Linked DNA regions of Arachis hypogaea: region 1 is linked to region 2. The links are chromatin contacts, called in public Hi-C maps. All regions are on one chromosome and are shown on one strand. The core of a region is the stretch at or near the end of the contact, and the rest is flanking DNA. Distances in the headings are between cores, read along the strand shown.

Region 1 (6,925 bases), core at 1,180-3,679, 39 kb before region 2:
ATTTTTTTAGGAGGAAAAAATCAAACAAAGAAAAAAAATACATAATGTTGTAAAATTAATAAAAAGAGGAGGAGGAAAAAAATACAACAACAACAGTAATTAAAAGAACGACAATGAGGATGAAACACACGAAAAAAAAGAGGAAAAATGCAAAAAAGAAAGAGAAAAGGAAGGAGGAATAGGAGGAAGAAACGTGATACAAATATTAGAAGAGAAACAACGTAATTTTACGCGCGTATTATGTAAGTAAATTTTGTTAAGTTAGAATTAACTTATATGAACTTATATATGAAAAATACTTGTATGTATAACAAAACTATAAACTTTATTACAAACTTAACTTATTAAGGATAAAATCTGACCTAACATAACTTATTTCCATTTCTACTTATATTCTCCTATTTTCATCATAGATAGAGGTACTTAAATTCAAAGTGATATAAATAAAAGTGTTGGATTAGATTTGATTCATTTTTGCAAACCATACAAAGTGGATGTAATTATAAATTCATTTATCAAAATAGAACCGATCAAATCCTAAGTGCAAAATATGATATCAATAATGCTACAAGGGCCACTATAAATTTATTGTTTTAGTCCGCAGTTAATTAACAATATTTATAAATAGAAAAAAGTTTAATAACAAAATTTAGTCATAACTAGCTAAATTTTTTTAAAATTTACTTCATTTATATAACTTAAGCACATTTATTATTTTTTATTTTTTATTTCACTCTTCTATCAATCCACTTATCATACTTTTATCAGTCTTACTTATTAATGATATTATTAATATCATATTTCTAACTATTAGGCATTCTTATAATTATTACTTAATATTCTTTTTTATAATTTAAATTTTATATTAAAAAATACAATAAAGACTAATAATAATAAAGAACTGGTAATAATATTCATTAAATGAATTGGCTTTAATTGTTATTTTCTTTAATTCATTTATTACCATTTCAGGAATTAGAAAGCGTGAAAGCCTTGTTAAAAACTTTTATCATTGTTACAAAGATCATGAATTGAAGGTCGTATAGCTTAGAAGTCAAAAATCACAATTCTAGTTCAATTACAAGTACAATTGGGATAGGCTAAAAAAATTTACAAGCAGTCTGCCTTTATCATTGCAAATAGTATGATATTTGAAATCAATTTTAACATGGTACCTATGTTAGAAGAAGTTGAAGAATAATTTGAACAACAGACGGACTCACCCAATGAGATTATTGCCAGTCAACCAATTTTCGAGAATATAGAAAACCACACTAGTTTTGATGAGGTATGGTAATAAACTGATATAATTTTTGTGTGTGTTTTTATGTGCATTTATAATTATACTGTACTAACTAAGTTCATACAAATAACATTCATAAGTTCATATACATAACATCTATAATTACATACAACTAACATCTAAAAATTAAATTCATATTTATTAGATATTACATCCATACACATATCATTTTTTAGTTATTGCATAAGTAACTATCAAGTTAACACAGATGTTTTAAATTTTATCATAATTGAATTTAAAAAAATGTCAAATTCTTAAATTAATTTATTTAATTGATAAATTTACTCATAACATCTATAAATTTATACACATAACATCCATAATTTCATATTAATAACCTCCATAATTTTGTGCACATAATATTCATAATTTCATACCTATAATGTCTATAATTAATAAATTTTTATAATTAACATTACCAATTTTTAAACTAAGCATCTTATTGCATTCTTCAAATTATCTCATATGTGCACTAATAAGTAATAATTTTAATTATTTTAATATTTTTTATTTAATATTCATATGTATGCTTATTTATTGATTTTAATATAACAAGTTAATAATTATTTCAAAAAATTTATTTTTTTAATTTTTGTTTATATTTATATTTTATTTTTTATTTTCTAATAGCCTATATGTAAAATATGAGTTGCATAATTAAAGTTATTAAAAAATTTTAATTTAACCTTCATAATTTCTGTAGAGAAATTATATTTTAATAAGTAATAATATGATTGAAGGATGTTAGGAATTTGATTTGGGAGATATTGAAACTAATTTTAGAAAGAACATGATACAAAGAGGAAAGAAAGAGGGTAAATAAGAAGGGAGAAAAGACCCTGATGAGGTGTGTGTAATGTGAGTCTTCTCTTCTGACTTGATAACTTTTCTCTGTGCACTCTGAAAACTTCACATTCTAATTCAGATCCCCCCTTGCAGGTGAACCTGGCATTGATTCCTTCATTCCTTCCATCTAATTCTCTCATACTCTGATTACTTGGACTCTTTTCTAATACTACTATACTATACTTATGCTGTTATACTACACTTGTACCACTTTCAATTCTTCATCAGAATCCATCATAGCTTGCAATTGTTATCAATTGGTGCTTCCATTGAGTTCCAATGACAGAGAATACGCGTCTCCAAACATTGCAAGCTACAATTTCTCGTTTAACCGAGCAATCGGATGGCTACATCGAGCAATTCGCCTCTCACACACAAAGAATTGGTTCGTTACAGGAGCAGTTTGCCCAGCACTTGGCAGAATTCCTGAGACGCGGACCGTCCTCCCCTGTCTTTGGCCACCCTCAGCAGATGAAAGTGGATTTCCCTCGTTTCTCTGGCGCGGAGGATGTCTCCCAATGGATTTATCGCGTGGAACGCTTCTTCCTGATCTATGATATCCCGGAGGACCAACGATTGGATCTGATGGCCGTCAATTTGGAGGGCCGGGCCCTTGCTTGGTTTCAGATGTGGGAGAGACTCGAACCTATGGCTGATTGGCTTGCCATCTCCACTGCCTTGCAAAAGCAATTCGGGCCGTCCCATTTTGAAAACCCCCGAGAGGAGCCACTGAAATTGAAACAATCCACCACGGTGAATGCTTACTTTGAATCCTTTAACGACCTAGCCGCCCGTGTATATGGCTTAGATGATGCTTTGCTTTTGGATTGCTTTGTGGGTGGTCTTCATCCGGAATTGAAACGGGAGGTGAAAGCCCGTTCACCGATCTTTTTGTTGCAAGCGGTTTCTCTTGCCAAATTGTTCAAGGAAAAGTTTCTGCCCCACACCCAACGCTGGCGTTTTGCCGTTGCTCAGACACTGCAACCGCCGGCTCGACCTACCACCACCCTAGCCCCAAAACCACTCACTACTGTTTCCCCTGCACAACCACTGCCTCAAAATCCTCCACTGCTTCCCACCCCTCCAAAGCCTAACACAATGCACAAATTAACCTCGATAGAGATACAGTTTCGGCAAGAAAAAGGCATATGTTTTACCTGTGACGAGCGTTATTCCCCTTCCCATAAATGTGCTTCCAAGCACTATTTTCTTATCCAAACTGTAGAGAAAGTCCCTACTGATCAGGACTCTGCAATTGAAATTTCTGAAGTGGACCAAATCCCGCCGGTACTAGCTGAGGACAGGGTCGAGCCCCTCCACCTTTCGTACAATGCCATGGCCGGCATCCCTGCCCGACGGTCGATTAGGTTCCGCGGTCTGGTGCACGGCAGGGACATCCGCGTACTCATGGATGGTGGCAGCTCGGATAACTTCATTCACCCGGCTTTGGTTCGACGCCTGGCAGTGCCCGTTCATCATTCCCCAAGATTCAAGGTTGAGGTGGGCAATGATGCTTTGCTCCAATGCGAGGGTAAGGTTCGTGATTTACCTATTTCCATTCAGGATCATTTGCTCCTTATATCGGCTTTCGTACTTCCCATTGCTAGTGAGGAGCTGGTTTTAAAGGATATTTGGCTTAAGACACTCGCCACCCATTTGGTAAATTACAGGGAAAAATTCATTACCTTCATGGTTGGGGCTGAAATGGTTACTTTGCAGGGTGAAAAAGATGCCAACCCGGCCCCGGCACAATTTCATCAGTTACGGCATTTGCACATAAGAGATGAGATTATGGAAAGGTATACACTCCAGCTCCATGAACCGGTTACAGACACCCCTCCTCTTTTGGAATTACCTTCTGATTTGGTGCCCAACTTGGCTACTATATTACGGGATTACTCAGTTGTTTTTCAGGTTCCAAAAGGCTTGCCCCCGCCGAGAGTACATGATCACACCATTACCTTGTTGCCCGACACGACGCCTATTAAGGTCCGCCCTTATCGATATCATCATAGGCAAAAGGCTGAGATTGAGTAGATCATCGCTGAGATGTTAGCCGAGGGCATCATACAGCAAGCACTAGCCCCTTCTCTTCGCCCGTGCTGTTGGTGAAAAAGAAAGACGGTTCATGGAGGTTTTGCACTGATTATCGGGCCCTCAATCATGCCACCATCAAGGATTCCTTTCCTATGCCGACGGTGGATGAATTACTCGATGAATTGTTTGGTGCTCGGTTCTTCTCTAAACTCGACCTCCGCTCGGGGTACCATCAGATTCGTGTCAGACCGGAGGATTGTTTTAAGACAGCTTTCAGGACATACCAGGGCTTATACGAATGGCTCGTTATACCATTTGGTCTGACTAATACCCCTGCTACCTTCCAGTATTTGATGAATTCTATCTTTTCTGAGGTCTTACGAAAATTTTTCCTTGTCTTCTTTGATGATATCCTGGTTTATAGTGCTGATTGGCAGTCTCATCTACATCATCTGGTGTATGTCTTAAGCGTGCTCAAGCACCATTCTCTATTTGTCAAACTCTCTAAATGCTCCTTCAGAAAAACACAAGTAGAGTACCTAGGCCATGTGGTTTCACTTGAGGGGGTGAGAGGGGATGACTCAAAAATTGAAGCAATTCGTGGTTGGCCGACTCCAACCTCAGTAAAGCAACTCCGGGAATTTTTGGGATTGGCGAGTTACTATCGAAAGTTCATATGCAATTTTGCCACTCTGACAGCACCACTCACTGACTTGTTGTGCAAAGAGGGGTTTGTGTGGTCGCCTTCAGCCTCGGATGCTTTTGTGACATTGAAAGAGGCTCTGACTCATGCACCAGTCCTGGCACTTCCCGACTTCTCCAAACCTTTTGTGCTTGAGACAGATGTTTCGGGTACCGGTATTGGGGGGATTCTCAGCCAAGCTGGACATCCCATCGCTTATTTTTCGAAGAAACTTTCCTGCACGGCTCAGAAGCAATCCGTCTATGCCCGGGAAATGCAAGCAATCTTAGCAGCGGTGGCTAAGTTTCGCCACTACTTGCTTGGTCACAGGTTCGTGATACGAACGGATCACAAGAGTCTCAAGGAACTCCAAGCTCAGACCATTCAAACGCCAGAGCAGCATACTTGGTTGGCCAAACTCTTGGGCTATGACTTTGAGATAGAATATAAAAAGGGCTCGGATAATCAAGGTGCCGATGGGCTATCTCGCCAATTTCTTGCTGTCACCTCACTCACTTGCGACATTCTCACGCAGTTACGGTCCGATCTTCAGCACTTCAACCCCTCGGATTTAATTTCTGAGGTGGATCTTCGGTCTGGAAATTTGCAGCACCGACAGGGTCTTTGGTTTTGGAAGGACCGACTGATAATCCCTTTGACTTCGTCCCTCATCCCGAAGCTTCTTTATGAGTGCCATGACTCAACCATTGGTAGACATGGTGGTTATCAAAAGACATTGTGCCGGTTAACTCCCCAATTTTTCTGGAAGGATATGGCTCGTATGGTCAAGGATTATGTGTGCCAGTGCTCTATCTGCCAATAGGCGAAGTACTCCACACTACTGCCTGCCGGTCTCCTCCAACCTCTTCCGATTCCTACCGATGTTTGGCAGGATATTTCTATGAATTTTGTAACGGGATTACCGCTGATACAAGGGTATTCGGTCATCTTCGTGGTAGTGGACCGACTATCAAAGTTTGCCCATTTCCTACCACTCGCAGCTACTTTTACAGCCCCCCAAGTTGCTGAAACATTTATCAAATATGTAGTGAGTATTCATGGCATACCACAGTCTATTGTGTCTGATCGCGATAAGGTATTCACAAGCACGTTTTGGGAGCAATGTTGTATGCGCCAAGGTATCATGCTAGGCGGAGCTCGGCTTACCACCCTCAGTCCGATGGCTAGACCGAGGTGCTTAACAGGTGTCTGGAGATGTACCTTCGTTGTTATACTCAAGACAACCCCAGGACTTGGTGTAAGATGCTCCCATGGGCACAGTTCAGTTATAATACTTCCTTTCATTCGGCAATCGGCATGTCTTCCTTTAAGGCCTTGTTTGGGCGGGATCCTCCGCCTTTACTCCGATATGTCGCCACCTCTACAGACACTCCAGCTGTCCAGGAACAATGCAACAGCGAGACTCCCTGATAACAACCTTGAAATTCCACTTGGGGAGAGCTCAGGCCCAGATGAAGGCCACGGCTGATGGCAAGCGCCGTGACCTGGAATTTCAAATTGGTGACCTTGTTTATGTCAAGCTCCAACCATACCGTCAACGTTCCGTGGCCTTTCAAAAAACTCAAAAGCTGTCCATGCGCTACTTCGGACCTTTTCCCGTGGTGCAGCGTGTGGGTAAAGTTGCATAGGAGCTTCCTTCCACTGCTAAAATACACCTCGTTTTTCATATTTCTCTCCTTAAGAAGTTTGTGGGCAGACCACCTTCGATTATCCTACCGGAACCTCTAACCGTGGATGAGAACGGTTGCAAATTGCTGCCCCTCCGGGTGTTAGGCCATCGTATGATCAAAGTGAACGATACTTGACAGGAGCAGGTGTTAATTCAATGACAGCATCTGTCGCCGGAGGAAGCGACATGGGAAGGATATGAAGACATGCAACGACTTCACCCCTCCTTCGACCTTGAGGACAGGGTCAATCTCCGGGGCGGCGGTGTTGATACAAAGAGGAAAGAAATGGGGTAAATAAAAAGGGAGAAAAGGCCCTGATGGGGTGTGTGTAATGTGAGTCTTCTCTTCTGACTTGATAACTTTTCT
Region 2 (7,299 bases), core at 1,344-3,843:
ATTCACAATGACTAGTGATAAGAGTTTTTTAGCTCTAGTGCACTATAAAGGGTCCATTAAGAATAAAACGCGATCAAGAATTAAGTTTACTGATAAGGACTCTCAAACCTTCAACAAGTTTTACTGAATTTAAAAATACTATACTCCAGAAACTAGGTATGTATGGCATCAAACAGGTGGAAAAGTTGTTCTATAGAATCCTGATTTCTGTGTTACGCGATTATGCAAAGTATGATTCATTCGTTATTAACAGTGACGAAAATTTGCAAGTTTTATTCCATTGTCGTCGTCAGTTTTTTGAAGTGAGGACTCCATAACTGTTGGCAAAACTTGTGGATATGGTATCTAGTTCTAGAGGTTTGAATCGAAATCCTCAATCCTCGTGACATCATCGCGTGTTGCCATCTCATACTGGTAATGCATTGATGGGGCTGGACAATGACAGATTTCTTATCACAATCATAATCAAACAGTGTTCAATGTATAAAATTCTGAAAACCATAAACATTGCAAGCTGTAACTTTAAAAAATTATTTACAATATCGCCCAACAAATTTTTCATAGGACTCAACAAAAAACACTAAATAGTAAATGCTAAAACTAAACTGTCCTAAGTGCATCACAAATTCAAAAAATATTTATATTTATTCTTTCAACTAACTCAAAAAATTCATAATTAACCCTAATCATAAACCAAGTCTCGTTGAATATAAGACTAATAAATTCAAAATTCTAACATATCCTACAATCCTAGATAACTTTCTCATGTACCATTTTAAGTTATAAAAATTTAACCACCTAATAGCTTACTATTTCTAACATGCACATATAGTAATTTTTTTTCATGATCCGTAATTAACGACTATAAGCTTTTACCACGCGAACTATGTTAACATATATAAAATCACTAATTCATGTAAAAAAAATTCTTTCACTAACCTCAAGGTGGACGGTGCCAACAATATGCACGATTCCATCTAGCCGATATAGACGATTCGGATCGTCCTCCATGTGTATATATTCGATTTTTCTTGGGTTGTTTTCCAAGATTTTTGGATCTAGATGGTGGAGTTAGGTGTGGAGTTTGTGTGTTTTGCAGTTCAAATAAAATGAATTCAATTTGTATATATAGCAAGTTTCACCCTAAATCATAGCCATTGAGTTCGATTTAGTAGAAGGACCAATTGCATATAAGTCGAATTTATGAGTTTTGATTTACTAAAACCATCAAAATTATTGGCTTCGATTTACTATGGGCTGCTTCACGTGGCTAAATCAAATTTCTTGATATTAAGATCGAAATGATTTCATTCGATTTATTAGAGAATTTAGTGTGCATATTACTTCAATTTAATACGTATTTTCTTAAATCGAATTTAATCAATTCGATTTATATAGAAATGTAAATTAAAGCTTATCGTAATCTTTTATTAATTGAAAGATACACATAATTTTAGTTTGCATTTGGTTTATTAAAGTGAATTGTCCTATACCACCTTATTTTTTGAAAAAGTTTCGTACTCAATAATACGTTATATGTATTTGCTATGGATACTATACCGGTATTTATGCAACATAACCTAAAGATGCATGCATTTCATTTTCATTCATGGTTGGAATAATTGAAGCTGGAAATCCAAAGCCATGACAATTATTCAAATAAGAAGGACGGTCGTTGTCATATATTATTTGTATTTGTATAATATGTATCTAATCTACACGTAAACATTCTTCAGATTCGATGCATCTTGCTTGGGTTGCCGCCATGGTACGAAACTGGAATATTGAAGTACTTTAATTTATTTTATGATTTGATGAGCAGGTGATCTGGTCCAATTACATGCATCCAACTCTTTGCAGTGACGTAGTTCGATGTCAATATTTAATAGTAAATAGTATGCATGACATTACCAAAAACAAAAAAAAAAAGAAGATAGTATGCATGATTTTGATTCCTATGTATGAACAAAAATACACAGTGCGTGTGTCACTGCCAAGCTTCAGAGAACCGAATCGATCATGGAATTACTAGTAATTGGTTTATTAATTTAAAAGTTCAACTAGTGGTATAATCGAAATCATCAATTTATAATAAAATAGTATAAAAAATTATAAATAAATATATAAAAATATAAATATATTATAAAATAAATCTTAAAAAATATATAAATTATAAATGTAAAACTAACTAAAATTTTATAATCTCATGTAAGTAAGATATATGGATTAAGTAGAAAAAGGTCAAATATCAAAGTTTTATATAATTTATGATATTATACCCTATATGTTATAGAATAACAAAAAATGAACACAAAAATATTTATTAGTTTAATTATATCTTAATTTTTGAATTTTTTATTAAAAAACAAGTGTATTTTATTTTTTTAATTTTAATATATATATAAAATTTAAATTTGATGTATTATATTAATATATTAAAATAGGCATAATTTATTATATAAAAAATGTTAACAAAAATGAAAAATCTAATCATATTATTAAAAAAAAACGTTGCTTATTAGGTCTCTAGACCTAGCCCGAACCCATGTTACCTAATACCTTGTGCAAACCGATGACTTTTAGCATTAGCCTCTCCCAAACCAGACTTATTGTTTGCCCATATTTTCTGACACAGTTAACGATAATGTGGCAGGTCTTTTGACAATACAATTTTGAGCACCTACAAATTTTATTTGTTGTAAAACTATGTTAAAAGGTTGAAATGATAAAAGAAGATGTAGCTATTTTTTTTGGCAAATGGGTCGGTTTTTCAAATGGATCAAGATGGGCCAATGAATATTGTATGTAAAAGTACGTGAGGGTTAAAAAAAAAAAGAAAGCATTTGCTTACTAAAGATTTGTAACTAAAAAGTTTGAGAGGAGCAACTCCTTTTCTGTATGAGTGTATCTCATCGTGGCACACTCAAGAGAGTCCATCGTCCCCTTTTCCGCCGCGACGCCCCCTCCTCTTGTCAGCGACGCCATCGTCGTTTAATTTGGTCAGTCACGTCGCCGCCTTCTCTTTTCAATTCTTGCAGGGTTTACATGCAACAAACAGTTTTTAGTTAAATTCATTTTTCACGAAATTATTTAGGAACAAAATAAAGAATTGTTGTTACTATAATCATGTAGATTTATTGTTGTAATTATAATCAACAAAATAAAGAATTGTATCACATCGTAGACTCCCGTCCCAACTAACTCTATCTTCCTTATCAGTGAACCGGAGATAGTGCATAGGTACTTTTCAATGCAGCGGAGACGAGACGACGTGACATACTACGATTACGTACAGGAGTGCTGCCCTTCGGCTCGGCAATATGGAACCTTTCAACTGCTCCCGTTCCTTTATGAGGTCCTATCGGGATAGGTAGGCCCAGCCCAAGCCTTTCTGTTGTTACTATAATCATGTAGATTTATTGTTGTTACTATAATCAACTTCAGCTTCAGTTTTGATCCATAATTCATTATCTAAGTTTTATATTTACAGCATATTTTTTTTAAATGCAATATTTTTTTTCGATGGGTGTATGCAAGAATGGAAGAGGAAAATGTAGTCTCTTATTTTCATGGTGCAGCGGCTATGGCTGACAAAGATTTGTGTGTCAGCAATAAAGAAGAACTGGTTTCCGATGACCCAGATGTTTATCTAGGTGATGAACCTTCATTGGAAGTAGGTGAGGATGCGAATATAGAGGGTTCTGGCGATAATGTTGGTGATGATTTTTACAAAAACTGGGAAGACAAAGGCATTGACAGGATTGCTGATTTTGAATTAACTTTAAAGGAATAACTTTTGATCAGATGAGATTGCTACAATTTTTTCAATTGACGTGTAGCTTTTGCTTTCTATAATTTATATGCAAAAATGAATAAGTTTGCCACAAAGAAGAGAAGGCTAAGGCAAAATACCAATGAACAGGTGAGACAACAACAGTTTGTTTGCTTTAGGCAGGGGTTTAAAGAATTTGCTGCTGATAAGGAGGCCCACGAACGTAAGCGGGAGCCTAAGCCTGAGACTAGATATGGCTGTTTGGCGCATGTATTATTTCATACTTTGAGGGTGTTCACAACCACAAGATGCTTGACGAAACACTTACATTTATGCTTCCTAGGAATAGGAAGATGAATGCTATTGCAATTGAACAAATGATTATGATGTTGAGAGTTGGGATCAAAATACCACAGATCTATTCATCATTTGTGCACACTGTGGAGGTTTTCAAAATGTACCATTTTTGAAGAGAGACATATACAACCACATTGATAAACAGAGAAAAATAATAGCGGGCGATGCAATGTCTTATCTTCGGTGGTTGAAATCATTTACAGAGGAGAATCTTGAAACGTTTGTATGTTACTTAGTGAACAAAAAGGGCCGTTTGGTGCAACTTTTTTAGTCTAATAACTGTAGTCAATTAGATTACCATCTGTTTAGAGATGTTGTAGCATTTGATGCAACTTATAGGAAGAATAAGTGCATGTGCCCACTGATTGTATTTTCTGGCATAAATCACCATAACCAAACCATTGTTTTTGTTGCTGCCCTTGTTGCAAATGAGAGTAAGGAACATATTCTTGGCTACTTGAAAGATTTTTGAAAGTTATGAAGGGAAAAGCTCTTGAGTTTGTTGTCACAGATGGGAACGGAGGAATGAGAAAGGCCATTAAAAAAGTATTTCCTATGACTTATCATCATCTCTGTGCATGGCATCTCCTCCAGAATGCAACATCGAATTTGGCAAATTCAATATTTACATCTGAGTTTAAGAAATGCATACTTTCTTATTATGAGGTTTCAGAGTTTGAAGCTAGGTGGGAGAGATTGGTCACTGAGCTTCAACTTCAAAATAATCGGTGGGTTTGTGACCTTTATGACTGGAGAAAAATGTGGGTAATAGCTCGCATTCGTGGCCACTTTTTCGGTAGATTTTGGACGACATCAAAATACGAGGGTTTGCATTCAACGCTTGGTAACTTTTTTCACTCCCACCATAATTTGAAGGACTTTATTGAACAATTTTTTCACTGTGTATCGGAGATGAGGTCTCAACAAACACAATCCGATATGCATAGCATGGTTGGACACTTGGTGTTGCAAAGTCCTTTACATGATTTGGAGGTCTACTGCAAAATTACTAACGAGGGAGATATTTCTCTTGTTTCGGCCAATGCTGTCACGTGCATGTACATTAAAGGTCTAGTCTTGTACGTTGACTCCAACATTGGACATATACACCATTTCACAGTTGGACAATTCTTAGAACGGCTAGCATGTTTCGCACTATCCCAAGGATTAGAATTTTAATTGCTCTTGTTTAAGGATAGAATCCCTTGGAATACCATGTGATCATATTGCGGCCCTTCTGGTACATCTTGATTTCATGGAAATCCCAATGAGTTTTGCTTTGGAGAGGTGGTCTAAGAACGCTCGGTCGAAAGTGAGGCAATGTGTTGACAAGGGACCATTTTGTTAGGACTCTATGGTAACTTGTTGCAATTGGATGCTAAATGACCTATATAGGGAGATGTGTGTGCTTGCTTCAGCGAGGGAAGATCAATTTGAAATGGTCACTGAGAAGAACACAGCAAGATCACTCGATTAAAGCTCGATACCAATGTTGGGCCTTCCCCACCCGCGGTTGTCAGCCAATCATCCACACTCGAGGGTGTGTTCAATACCCACTTGTTGTGCGTCGCAAGAAGAGGCCAAAGAAGGACTCAATTAACCATACTTTGGTTAGGGGCGTGAGACGGTGCAGCGTTTGTCATCTGGTTGGGCACAATCGATTTTCTTGCCAGTCAAATCGCCGATAGGGACAGCAGCCTAGCCACGAGGATGATGTCGATGAAGATAACTACTACACTCCTAATTTTGGGGAGGAGGTTGATGAAGTTTGTTCTTTAGTTTTTTTTTGAATTATTTTGTTATAGTTTGTCTCTATGATAATATTAAGTTAAATACGTATTATCTGATGTAGGTATATGCTCTTACCACTCTCAACCCATGGAGCAGGAGGAACACTTTTCTCCAGATGAAGAGGACTTCCAAATGCCATTGACAAATCCATATTATAGTTTGTATCAGTAGAATGAATATAATTGTAGTTCAATTATTATAAATTGTTGTTAGGAAACTACTTTATTATATATGTTAACCATGTGTGAAAGTACCTTGCTGATTGTGCGTGAGCATCTTATACCCTTTTTCCCCTCATTTTCTAGTTGCTTTTTATTATATGTTAATGCAAAAATCATCTTTGGATGATACTTTAAATTGTTTTAGTGTTTTTATAATTTCAGGTGAATTTCGGATGAATTTGGCAGAATTTTTGTGCAAAAACAAAGAAAGGATAGTTGATGCTGTCAACCCTGATCTCCTTGTATTCCAACAAGCATAACTTAAGTTAAAGAGATCTAATTGACTCGGTCTCAATGGCGTTAGAAAGCCAACTTTCAGAGCTTTCCGACCATATATAGTAGTCTATATTTTTCTTCTGGAATCACTGCCAAATTTGGCGCTAAACGTCGAGCCTGGCGTTTAGCGCCCAAGAGGGACAGAGCCAGCACCATAACTTCCCCCTGCCGGCGTTAAATGCCTAACTGGCATTTAGCACCAGCAGTGGACCTTAGCATGCACGAATTTTGATCCCTATTGGGGCGTTTAACGTCTAATATGGCGTTAAAAGCTAGCAGCAGCCCGAATTCACCCCTCTTTGGGTCTCCAAGTGGATTTAGGATCTATTAGTTATATTTTATTTTCTTTTTATAATTTTTAATTACAAACAACATTTTTTAGGTTTAGAATTCTATATTTTATTTTAGATGCAAATCAAAAGATTTGATTTGATCTAGATTTGATTTTGTTTTGATTTGAATTCTAGGTTTAGTCTCAGAGATTTTTATTATAAATAGGGGACTTCCTTCCTCCCCAGAGGACACACTCGATCTCTCCTCTGGGAGGGAGACTCCTCATTTACGCATTTTTACAATTTCTCTGTAAGTTATGAGCCACTAAACCTCTGTGGTTAAGGTTAGGAGCTCTGCTTATTTCTATATATTAGAATTATTATTCTTCTAATTTAATTTATGTTTGATTCAATTCTAAGGCTTGTTTTTGTTCTTAATCTTATGAATTGGGTGGAACGAGAGTATGACCCTTTTCTACATGAGTTCTCGTGATTCTCGGGAGAGTTATTTTGCTTGAACTACAGCTTGAAAACACTCCTTCTAGACAGCTAATCACACAACCTGATGGGGATAAGCAACATCTATTCAGTTGGGATTGGGGTGATTAGG

Evidence for each region. A called contact is a pair of places that touch in the nucleus more often than the background predicts.
Region 1: a Hi-C map of leaf shows a contact between it and region 2, with 2.0 times the contacts expected there. The contact joins the promoter of LOC112803962 here to the enhancer-like site in region 2. A contact is called at or near these places in 2 of 8 Hi-C or Micro-C datasets (both in leaf).

What each region holds. Positions count from the first base shown.
Region 1 is chr5:107,368,020-107,374,944 of arahy.Tifrunner.gnm2.J5K5, reverse strand. It overlaps LOC112803962, which reads left to right and starts at 2,429. Exons shown (of 1, transcript XM_025847406.1): 1 at 2,429-4,186. The coding sequence starts at 2,429. The coding sequence ends at 4,186.
Region 2 is chr5:107,329,240-107,336,538 of arahy.Tifrunner.gnm2.J5K5, reverse strand. No RefSeq gene overlaps it. Among protein-coding and RNA genes, the nearest start is that of LOC112803961, 12 kb to the right of the region's middle. Within about 2 kb of position 2,593, at least 2 of the 3 cell types and tissues checked have open chromatin away from gene starts, as enhancers often do.